Linked DNA regions of Sus scrofa: region 2 is linked to region 1. The links are chromatin contacts, called in public HiChIP or PLAC-seq maps. All regions are on one chromosome and are shown on one strand. The core of a region is the stretch at or near the end of the contact, and the rest is flanking DNA. Distances in the headings are between cores, read along the strand shown. Region 1 holds the start of GPM6B (neuronal membrane glycoprotein M6-b). Region 2 holds the start of GEMIN8 (gem nuclear organelle associated protein 8).

Evidence for each region. HiChIP or PLAC-seq counts read pairs in DNA pulled down with a chosen protein or histone mark.
Region 2: a contact with region 1 is called in an H3K27ac HiChIP or PLAC-seq map of alveolar macrophages. The contact joins the promoter of GEMIN8 here to the promoter of GPM6B in region 1. A contact is called at or near these places in 4 of 47 Hi-C or Micro-C datasets (brain, embryonic fibroblasts, heart right ventricle and 1 more) and 1 of 2 datasets of contacts at active chromatin or transcription factors (alveolar macrophages).

The regions. Positions count from the first base shown.
Region 1 is chrX:10,579,326-10,584,119 of Sscrofa11.1, forward strand. It overlaps GPM6B (neuronal membrane glycoprotein M6-b), which reads right to left and starts at 3,443. Exons shown (of 7, transcript XM_005673444.3): 1 at 2,876-3,443. The coding sequence starts at 2,879.
Region 2 is chrX:10,668,286-10,673,328 of Sscrofa11.1, forward strand. It overlaps GEMIN8 (gem nuclear organelle associated protein 8), which reads right to left and starts at 2,902. Exons shown (of 5, transcript NM_001244865.1): 1 at 2,776-2,902; 2 at 1,292-1,360.

The DNA of each region.
Region 1 (4,794 bases), core at 2,193-4,692:
CGTGGACCTCTTCAGCCAGCCAAAGAGTTGCCACTGGCTCCTGGAGGTGTTGTACTGCATACAAACAGTCCATCGACACCTTCCCATTGTGCAAAACCACCAACAGTAGTGAACAGTCGAACACACTTCAGACCTCAGTCAGCTCATTGCATTTACATGAAATGTCCAGAATAGCCCAATGCTCAGAGACAGAAAGCAGTTTCGTGGTTGCTAGGGGCTCGGAGCTGGGGAGAATAGAGAGTGACTTCTAATGGGAACAGGGTTTCCTTTTGAGGTGATGACAATTATTAGCTAATGGTGGTGGCTGCGCAACTGAATATACTAAAAAAAAAAAAAAATCCCTGACTTTGTACACTTCAGTGTCTGAACTGCACGGTATGTAAATTCTATCTCAACAGAGCCATTAAAATCAATTGGCTCAACAATTTTTAAAAACATGTTTTTTGTTTTGGATGCACTGAAAGATAAACTGCATGCACCACACTTAATTTTGTCAAAGATTTTGAATACCTTACAATTTGGGTTTAAAGGGGTTTTATTTTTGGTCTTTTTAGGGCCGCACCTGTGGCATATGGAGGTTCCCAGGCTAGGGGTCAAATTGGAGTTGTAGCCAATGGCCTACACCACAGTCACATCAGATCCGAGCCACGTCTGTGACCTACACCACAGCTCACGTTAACCACTGAGCAAGGCCAGGGATCGAACCTGCGTCCTCATGGATACTAGCCAGATTCGGGGTTTCCAATGAACCACGACGGGAACTCCAAAAGGGGCTTGTTATTTCCACAAATCACACCCACTCTACCAGTAAATTAACTGATACCACATTAAGGAAGTGCCTTGTTTAAGAACCGAAGCTCCAGCCAATGGACGAATGATCAGAATTTTCCCAAGGTTACATCATTTCAATTAAAACCTTCATGAGGGTACGTTTGTTCGGTAATTAAATACATCTGGAAAAATAAAACCAGTTCGTGGCCCTGTGGTGTATTTACTAAGAATCTACTAAAGGAAATCAGTATGTTTCCTTTCTGGCATGAAGGGAAGTCTTTTTTTTTTTTTTTAATGTAAAAACTAAAAACTAAAACCAAGGATACTGCCAGAACCAGTGAGGTATGCACAAATTAACATAAATTGGCAACTGAAGTGTAGAAGCAACAATTGTCCAAGACACAAAGTACTTCCTTGAGAACAGACCTCTGGTTTGGGCATTTGCTTCATGAGAACCGCATCTAACTTCCACACCTACTTAAAAATAAAGCCCACCCCCAATTAAGCCCAGGGTATTATCAAGGCCGTAGGGAAGAAGAACCCCAACTGGTAATTCAACACTCAATTTCTCACCAGTACAAAGCTGAATGCCTAGTGTTAAAAAACCAGAAATAAGTTTATTTCAGGAAAATCAGTTAATGCTTTCCCCAAGCCTGCACTTCTGTGTAAGTTCAATATTCCTGTGCCAAGCAACGCCGAAATGGTTACAGGCGGAGACTCCTCAGTGGGGGGCATTAAGCAAAGCAGGACCTAGGAGAGGTCATGCAATTCTGCCCTTTCTAGAAGGATCTTAGCCTAGCTCACCCCCAAGTCTTTGGTAACCAACTGTCCAGTTGGATTCGGAGGCCTTATGTCCTTTCATATTTTGATCACCTAGTACTTTTGTTGAAAAAAGACAAAAAGGTTTAACTCTCAAATTCTTTGAGCTTCCTTTTAAACGCGAAATAATGTGCCCTCCTTACTAACCCTCACCAAAATCTTAATAGGCACAAGACTGCCTCCTCCCCCACCCACTCAATAGCAGAGGGAATGCAGGATGGGGTAGGGGGCTGGGGGCTCAATTCCTTAAGCCCCCTCCCCCAACCCCCAGCGGCCCTCAAGGGTTAAATCCACTGACTCCCTCATTAGGAATGCTTTGGAGGGGCTCCCCACGGTCTTTGTGGCTTTTGTGGCTGGAGTCTGTCTGCCACTAGAGAAAGATAATAGAGCAGGGAGAGAAAACCCGTTCCCAGGCACATTTCCAGGGGTGCAATGGAATTGGACGGATTTCCATCGCACTCTTTATGAGTTTTCCAAGAGATACGGCGTCCCCGTTTCACGACATGTTGCTGACGATAGTATTTCGGGGGTGTCAGGAGGTGACAGAATCCTACAACCGCCTAATAGCCGCCCCGAGCCAGGTGGGAGATTTTCAATCACCAGGGCTCGGCTTCTTCACCGTGGCTAGTCGATCCCCCAACTGCCCCAGAACCCGCGGAGCACAACGTTTCCACCTGCGCCCAGGTCCGCATTTTGATAGTTGGATCGGTGGACAAAGAGACTCACACTCTGTCCCATCTCCCCTCCCACCTTCCTGGTTTCAAGGGTCACGGTTCCCAAATGAACTCTCGGAAGATCCCAGGCCTGGGGAATGGGCGTTTGTTTCAGGTGGATTTAAAGCGAACAGGACCCCGACAGGGTGGGACCGGATCGGAGTCGGAGCTGGGCGCTCGGGCGACAGGACACCGTCCCAGGAAAAGGACAAGAAGCTACTCTCTCCCACCTCCACCACCCCCCCGAAAAGAAAGCAGGAGCCCGCAACCCCGGACGCTCCGTCCGCTCCCCCAAGTGCCACTCTCGGGGGTCCAGCTCTCCCCCTCCAGCGAGCCTCACGCCCTCGGGAGCAGCGGGAGCGCCGCTAGGGTGGAGACGTCCACGGAATAGGGCGGGGACGCGCACCTGGGCGTTCGGGACACCTGCGCCGCGCCCCTCCCACCCCTACCCCCCCACGGAGCCCCGGGCCGGGTGGCCAAGGCGCCCCCAGGAGGCCCCACCTGAGCGGGGGCGGGGCGGGGTCGCGAGGCCGTGGCGGTGGCCGTGGCGCGGGGCCAGCACGCCGGCTTACCCATGGCTGGAGACGGGCGGGAGGGGCGAGGGCCGCGGACGCTCGGGCTCCCTGGGGACGGGCAGAGCCGGTGGCACAAGTTTGCAGGTCCGGCGGGCACGTGCGCGGGCGGGCGGGCTGCGCTGGGCTGCCGGGCTGGCGGCTGGTCTTCGCTGCGGGCCGGGGTGGGAGCGCGGCGCGGCTCCGCCTGCACTGGGGGCCGGCCGCGCCGAGAGGGGCCCTGACGTCAGCGCCGGGGGCTTTGTGCGCCCGCAGCCGGGCCCCAACCGGGCAGCGGGCGCGCCGAGGCGGCGGCTAGGCTGTTGGCTTCCTCTGGGACCCCCGGGCGAGCACCGAGGGGCGCGGAAACCGGAAAAGCCGACGGGGGGGATGGGGAGAGAGGGGCGCGGGCTTCCAAGAGCTCAGAGGCACCCATCCGCGTCCCAGAGAACTGTTACAGCTGGGGGTGTCTTTGCAGTCCTAGTCATCACCCATTGTGCAGATAAAGACACTGAGGCCCGAGACACTGACTCAAGGATACCTAGTGTCTGGGAGTTGTGCTGCAGTCTACAGTTCTGGATCCTACTGCTCACACGGGCGCTCCGGGAGCTACTTAATTCAGTGGATCTTCACCCCTGTTGCACATTAGAATCAGCTGGGGAGCGTTTAAAACTCCGATTTCATCAGGGCCTCAGCAGGTGGGACCCAGGCATCCGTGCCTCAGAAACTCCCCAGGTGATTCCAATGTGTGGTCAAGGTTGCCAACACTGACTTGAGTTACTTGTGGGTAACAGATGACTTCGAAGAGCACGAGCGACACTCTCCCATCTGGGGTGGTGACAGATTTGGTGGCGTCCATAATCTGCCCTAGATCCCTGGAAGCCCACCCCTGGCAGGCTCTGGGAGCCTCTGCAGACCCGCCCCGGCCACCGCTTCTCCTGCTGCTCAGGCCCCGCTTGAGCCTCTAAGTGAATTAATGGTTTAACAGTGTCTGGAGCTTAAATTCCTTCTGTCTCCTTAGAGAAGAATTTTCCTGTCTCCAAAGGTATTAGAAAAGCTCCGAGATCCCTACAGTTTTTCTCTAAGGCTCTCTGAGACATTTCTGAGCCCAAACTTCCTCCCCTGATAGTTGTGCTTCTTCATTGTTTTGAAAATACATCGTGTTACTTGAACAGAGGGTTACATAAACAGTAACAGTAGATAGTACACTTACAGGGCATTTAAGCCAAAAGAAAGAGGCTTTAGGACTGGGAAAGGGTGGAGGAGGCAAACATTTCATCTATTGAAATTTATTGGATTAGGAAAGATTTTTATCAAGGCAAAGCTCTAGAAAGCCTAATAATATTTTGCATAAAAGGACAGAGATTTGTGCTAGGCAGATCACGGGCTCATATTCACAATCCCACGGGAACAGTCATTCCTAACCAATCTTCATGCAGTAATAAAACAGCAGGGAGCTCACAGGTTTAACTTTTTGTCCTCCTGTTACGGAAATGTAATCCATTTGAGCGAGGCCCCAAACGCGTGTGTGCGCAGAAATCCAACTGCAATTGACAGCAACTGTGATCACCTGCCAGTGGGTGAAGACAAGGAGGAGTTCATTTAAGTCTTGATTTAGAGAAGAGCCTTGGGTTGGGTTGGTCCCTACATCTTAGGAGGCTCCTAGGAGACAGTGAAAACCACAGAATGAGACTCGAGCACACAATCTGAAATACTATTTTGGCAAGAAAGAACTTCACTGAGCCGCGGTGGAATCAAGAAGTCTAAGGTTTTGTGCACTGCAATGAATGAAAGTAAACCCTTTGGTCCACTTTCTCTCATTCCCTAGAAGTCTCGGGGTTTTTTGTTTTGCTTTGTTTTTTGGGGTTGTTTTTTTTTGTTTGTTTTTTAACCAAAGAAAAGAAATAACGGCTGTCCAAATATTGGGGTTACTCACAGTG
Region 2 (5,043 bases), core at 1,652-4,151, 88 kb after region 1:
CAATAACACACACGCCCGCAGGAACTTCCTCAGCTAAGATAAATGAGAAAATGAGGTGTTTTGGAGAGCACTGCTTCCCGCCATCACCCCTAGCTCCCACGCAAGGTTGGCAAGTTCATCCGGCTCGCTGCCCTCAGGGGCTCCCTCCTGTGGCTTGGCATGGTCCCTGCTTAGTGATTTGGACGTCGAAGGTGGCTTGAGTCTGAATGGCCTTTTTCCACCCTCAGCGGCCCAAGCTCCATCTTCCCAACCTGGCAGAGGCCTCCCACAAGTGCACGGGCTACTGTGTTCAGAAGGCCTGCACCTCTCCGTCTGTAACAGTTAAAGCAGATGGGCGAGGGAGGCCAAAAGCTGAGCTTTATTTCCTTCTCATTCCGGCAACACCAAGCCCCAACTTACTCTTGTGGATGGTGCAATAAGAAGCAATGTCACAAACAAGGTTGAAAGGGTATAGTTAACAATTCTTTTTAATACCAATAATATTCCACCCACAGAAGGGCATTGTTTAATGTGTCAGCAAGGGTGATGGATTTGTGAATGGATTTATTTGCAAGTTCACCAAATCCCCATGTGACTAACATAAGAATCAGAAGTGAAATATGAGGACACCTTAAAACAAAGTTACCCCCTGACTCACAAACACAATAGGCAATAGGATAGCTGAAGACTGGGATAATTGAGAAAGACGTACTAATAATACAACACAAATCAGGAAGACGTACTAATTATACAATGAGGAAAAAGTTAAGTTCCCTTCATTGCAAGGATATTCTTCCAACAGCAAAACCTAGTGTGACTATAAAGGAATAAGGATTGGGTAGGCGGCAGGTAATACAAGTTATGAGCATATCAGCCCAAACCATGACTAGTTTTAAGTGGTTAAAATCGCCAGCGGATGTCAGGAGTATTCTTTCAAATTTTACTTCCGTAAACACATACAGGGTAATTCCACGTTAATCTCTCTTTTATAAATTTAAACGGCACTCACTATGTCCCTGCCATTTGGGTATTACATCAATTACCTGTAGGCATGGATTCTGTCATCTATTCCTTTTAAATTTCCTATTTGCTTTCCAGCACACACAAAAAAATCACAGCTAATATTTCCTGCCCTCAGATGCTATGGGGATTGTTGTTTTCTGTTAACACTCTCCTCCGACCTCTACCTTCCCTAAAATCACTGGCTAGCTAGTAACTCAAATAACTCTGACTATAATGCTCCAAATCTCTTCAGAGAGCAGACATTTAAATACATGAATATGTTTTTAAAGATATTTTCAAATCATCTGACCTTTGATCAAAAACAGTTATGCTCTTCTTTCACTCGTTCATTTTTTTCACAGTTCTGTAGCTGGATTTCCTATTGTAGAGAAATACAGAAGTCCCTCAGTGACTGTGGGGAACTGGTTCCAGGATCCCTGCCAATACCAAATTCCGCAGATGCTAGGTCAGTTACACAAAATGGGGGACAGTCGGCCCTTCGTACCCAGTAATGCAGAATGAAGGGCCAACTGGAGTTCCAACAGTAACACAACTATTTCGTGAATTCTCCGACCTCTACTCTTTGGTTATTTGTTCATTTTTCCCTCCCTATCTATCCTTATCATCCCATCCTATCCTTAAATGTGGCATCCTAAAAACCAAAATAATCCTTCACCATCTGTAAAACACTTTTAGAATGAAAATTCTCTCTGGAGCTTTAGTTTATATCCTTTTCCAAGACAGCCACAAACACAGAGAAGATCTGTACACCTTACTGTAAACTTGCCTTCAGCTATGCCTATCCAAAGTTACTTACTAGCCAACAGTCTTTTAAAATACATGGTTTCTGTTCACAGTGCCACCCCAAAGAGACTGTTATTCCTATAAACTACATTAGTATCAACTGTACTTTTAAAGATTACTGCCACTCCACAATTCATGGGAACGCTGAAAGTAAGTAACTGCAGAAACGTTACTTGTGTTACTAATCTTGAGACTTTCAGGTAATGTTCTGACTTAAGGTCCAAAACAGCTGAATACAGAACCTAGCCTGTGAAACAACTTTAAAAATCATTCCTGAAAGAAATAAAATTCTTCAGAAACTTCTGATTTGTTCTAAGGGACTCTCAGGGTTTCAGAGCTAAAAGGTACTTTGTTGGCTACTGGTTCAACTCCACCTAACTACTAAGAAAGAAAAGTGGGAAAGGACACTCTCCACCACAAGTAAGGTGCAGAGAGGACCACAGGTGGCCAAATGCTCTCCAGATGACTTCCATCAAAACCTCTGACCTCCCACAGAGGTCAACGTGCAAGGGGAAAGAAAACAACAATTTTTGAGTAGATGGGGCCAATATTCTGGACATCCCTCTAAGGATGAAGCTGACCGGGGCGATCTTCTGATACAGGTCTGGGTGGGCAAAGTCTGATTTCACTTTCCAGACAGTGTAACGTAGCATTTCCCGGCACATTAAAATCGCCTGGGTAGCTTTAATAAAATTACCAATGCCTGAGCCCCACTTCGCGCAATTCAAATTTAACTTAACTGCGCATTTAAGTCATCCAGTGATTTTCGTGCATGGCAGAGCCAAGAGGCTCTGGAACCAGTTCCTTCTCACAATTAACCAACGATTTAGGGATCTCATGGGCCTGTGTCCACCTCTTGCCTCAGGATGATAATGACGACAACGTGACGGCCAAGCCCTCAGCTCTCCTGGCCTCAGAGAAAGCCAGGCTCAGAAGCCTGCAAGACCCTCCTTCATTCCCCAAATGAAACCCAGCCGCCCCCGAAGTCACCTCGAGGGCGCGTAAGTTGAGGATCCTGGGCGGTGGGCGAGCAGGGACCTACTTCCGGTGGGAAACTGAGGATGCGGGGAGCAGGAGAGGCTGTTGCCGGGGCGACTACACGTGGGCTTCCGGTAAGGGTGACGCGCCGCGCAGCGCCGGAAGTCCCGCCCCTCGATGTCAACGTCACGTCCTCGCCGCGTTCCGCGCCACGCCGGGGAACTGGCTGGGAATGAAGCTCCTCCCCTTGGGGCGGGGCGTCGGGATCGCCGGTGTAGGGTTTCGCCTCCAGATTGAGGCGCGCGGCTGTAGACCCTCCCCTGTGCTGGGGTCGGGCGTTAAGGCGGGAAGGTGAGGGTCGTTTCTGCGCGGCTGCGGTCCCCGCAGCAGTTCCGCGGCTTTTAGCTTTTCGCCCTTCTCTCAGTTTTCTCACCTTCGTTCCCTGGTGTTTACTTAGCCTTTCCCTTTTCAACTAAAAGGGAGGGTGTTCGTGGCCCCAGGGAGAGACGCCCAGCCATTGAAAATAGTCACCCAGATCAGAGTTTGAGTCCACTTCTAGCCCTTAGTTTATTAACTTCCTTAAGCCGCAGGTTCTCGCCCCGTAGAGGTGACTAATAGTGCAGAGTGGCTGGTGCCTGATAAACATAAATTAGTGCTTATTAGCATTTTTAAAAATCACAGTCATTATCAGCAATACCTGTTCTGTTAGCGTCGCAGAGGATCATTAATAACTAAGCATACTCCACTCAAAGACTGGCACATCCTTTCTGGGGCAATTTGGCAAAATGCTGCAAAAGCCCTAAAAGGGGGCATATTTTTATACTAGAATGTTCACTTCTGAGAATTTATTCCAAGGAAGAAAAAGACGTAAACCGGATGCTCATTGCAGAATTATTTGAAAAAGTGGAAAATAAAGTTATTATACTGAATACACTAATTAAAAAAAAGGAAACTATAAATAGAAACGAAACCAAATAGAGTTATGGAAACTTTGTGAACAAATTTCTATTTGACCAAAAAAAAAAAAAAAAAAAAAAAAAGATGCAGGTAACTGAAAAAAATGCCAAGAAACATGAAAAAAAAAAAAAAGTGGAGAGTGAAAACAACTTAGATTCCTAACATGAGTGGATAGCTTGAAATGTAGTCTGAATTGAGGCGGGCTGTAAGGGTATATTACACAGTGGATATTATAGAATTCGTTTGAGAAAAAGACTAGATCTCATTTTTAAATAGTGACAACATGTTAAGGAAGGACTGTTTAGGTTGGATAAAATATACAAATTGGGAGTTCTCTTGAGGCACAGTGGCTTGGGTTGCTGCTGTGGTGGTGGTTCAGTTCCTTGCCCAGGAACTTCCATAGGCCAAAAACCGTATTTTGTATAAAAATTAATTTTACCTTTTTCTTTTTACTTTATAAATGTGGCTACAAGAACATTAAACATTCTATATGGGGCATGCATTATATAATTATATATGTCTGTTGGACAATAGTAATTAGCACAGACAATAAATTATATAATTGTATACCGTGGTAAGCGGAATGCAGAAAATACAGCAGAACAAGGGCCAGAAAATGCGTTTATATTGAGGGTTGTTTTTTTTTTTTTTAAACAAGGTCTGTCCTCCATTGTTCAGAAAGTGATTGTGGGAGGAAATAAGATCTCTGTGGATAGAAGGGTTGGGGGGAGGGGGGAATAGCAGGGATGTGGTATCTTCTGGGAAAAGTCAGGTATGGATGGAAGCTGATAAGTCAGTTTTGGTTCTGGTGGAATCCCTGCCAGAGGGAAGAAACCACATGAAGGGGGGGGGAGGAAGCGGGGTAAAATACCAGAGAGGAAGACCTCAGGGGGCCTCTGGAGAAAGCAGAACAAAGCAGGCTCAGAGTTGGATGGGTTTCAGGTAGTTACTGGAGTCCCAGGAGTTATAGGCTATATATAGTATTGTGAGTTTGTGTGTATATACTCTCTTTTTGGGTGGAAGGTGTCCAGAGTTGTCAAGTAGACCCACAAGACCAGGGAATCACATTCCACCTACCTTGTGGGTCTACACACCTCAGTTTGCTGTCTCGGCACGCATAATCCAAAATGGCACACCTTTGCACCTCCCTTCTAGCCTGTGGGAAGAGGGAAATGAGAGGCAGATTCACGTCCCTTCCGTCGAAGGTAGGGTTTCTGCACCTCGACATAATTCATATTTGAGGCTGCATAATTCTCTGTTCTGGGGCCTCTCTTGTGCGTTGAAGGATGTTGAGCAGCACCCACTAGATGCCAGCAGCACCCC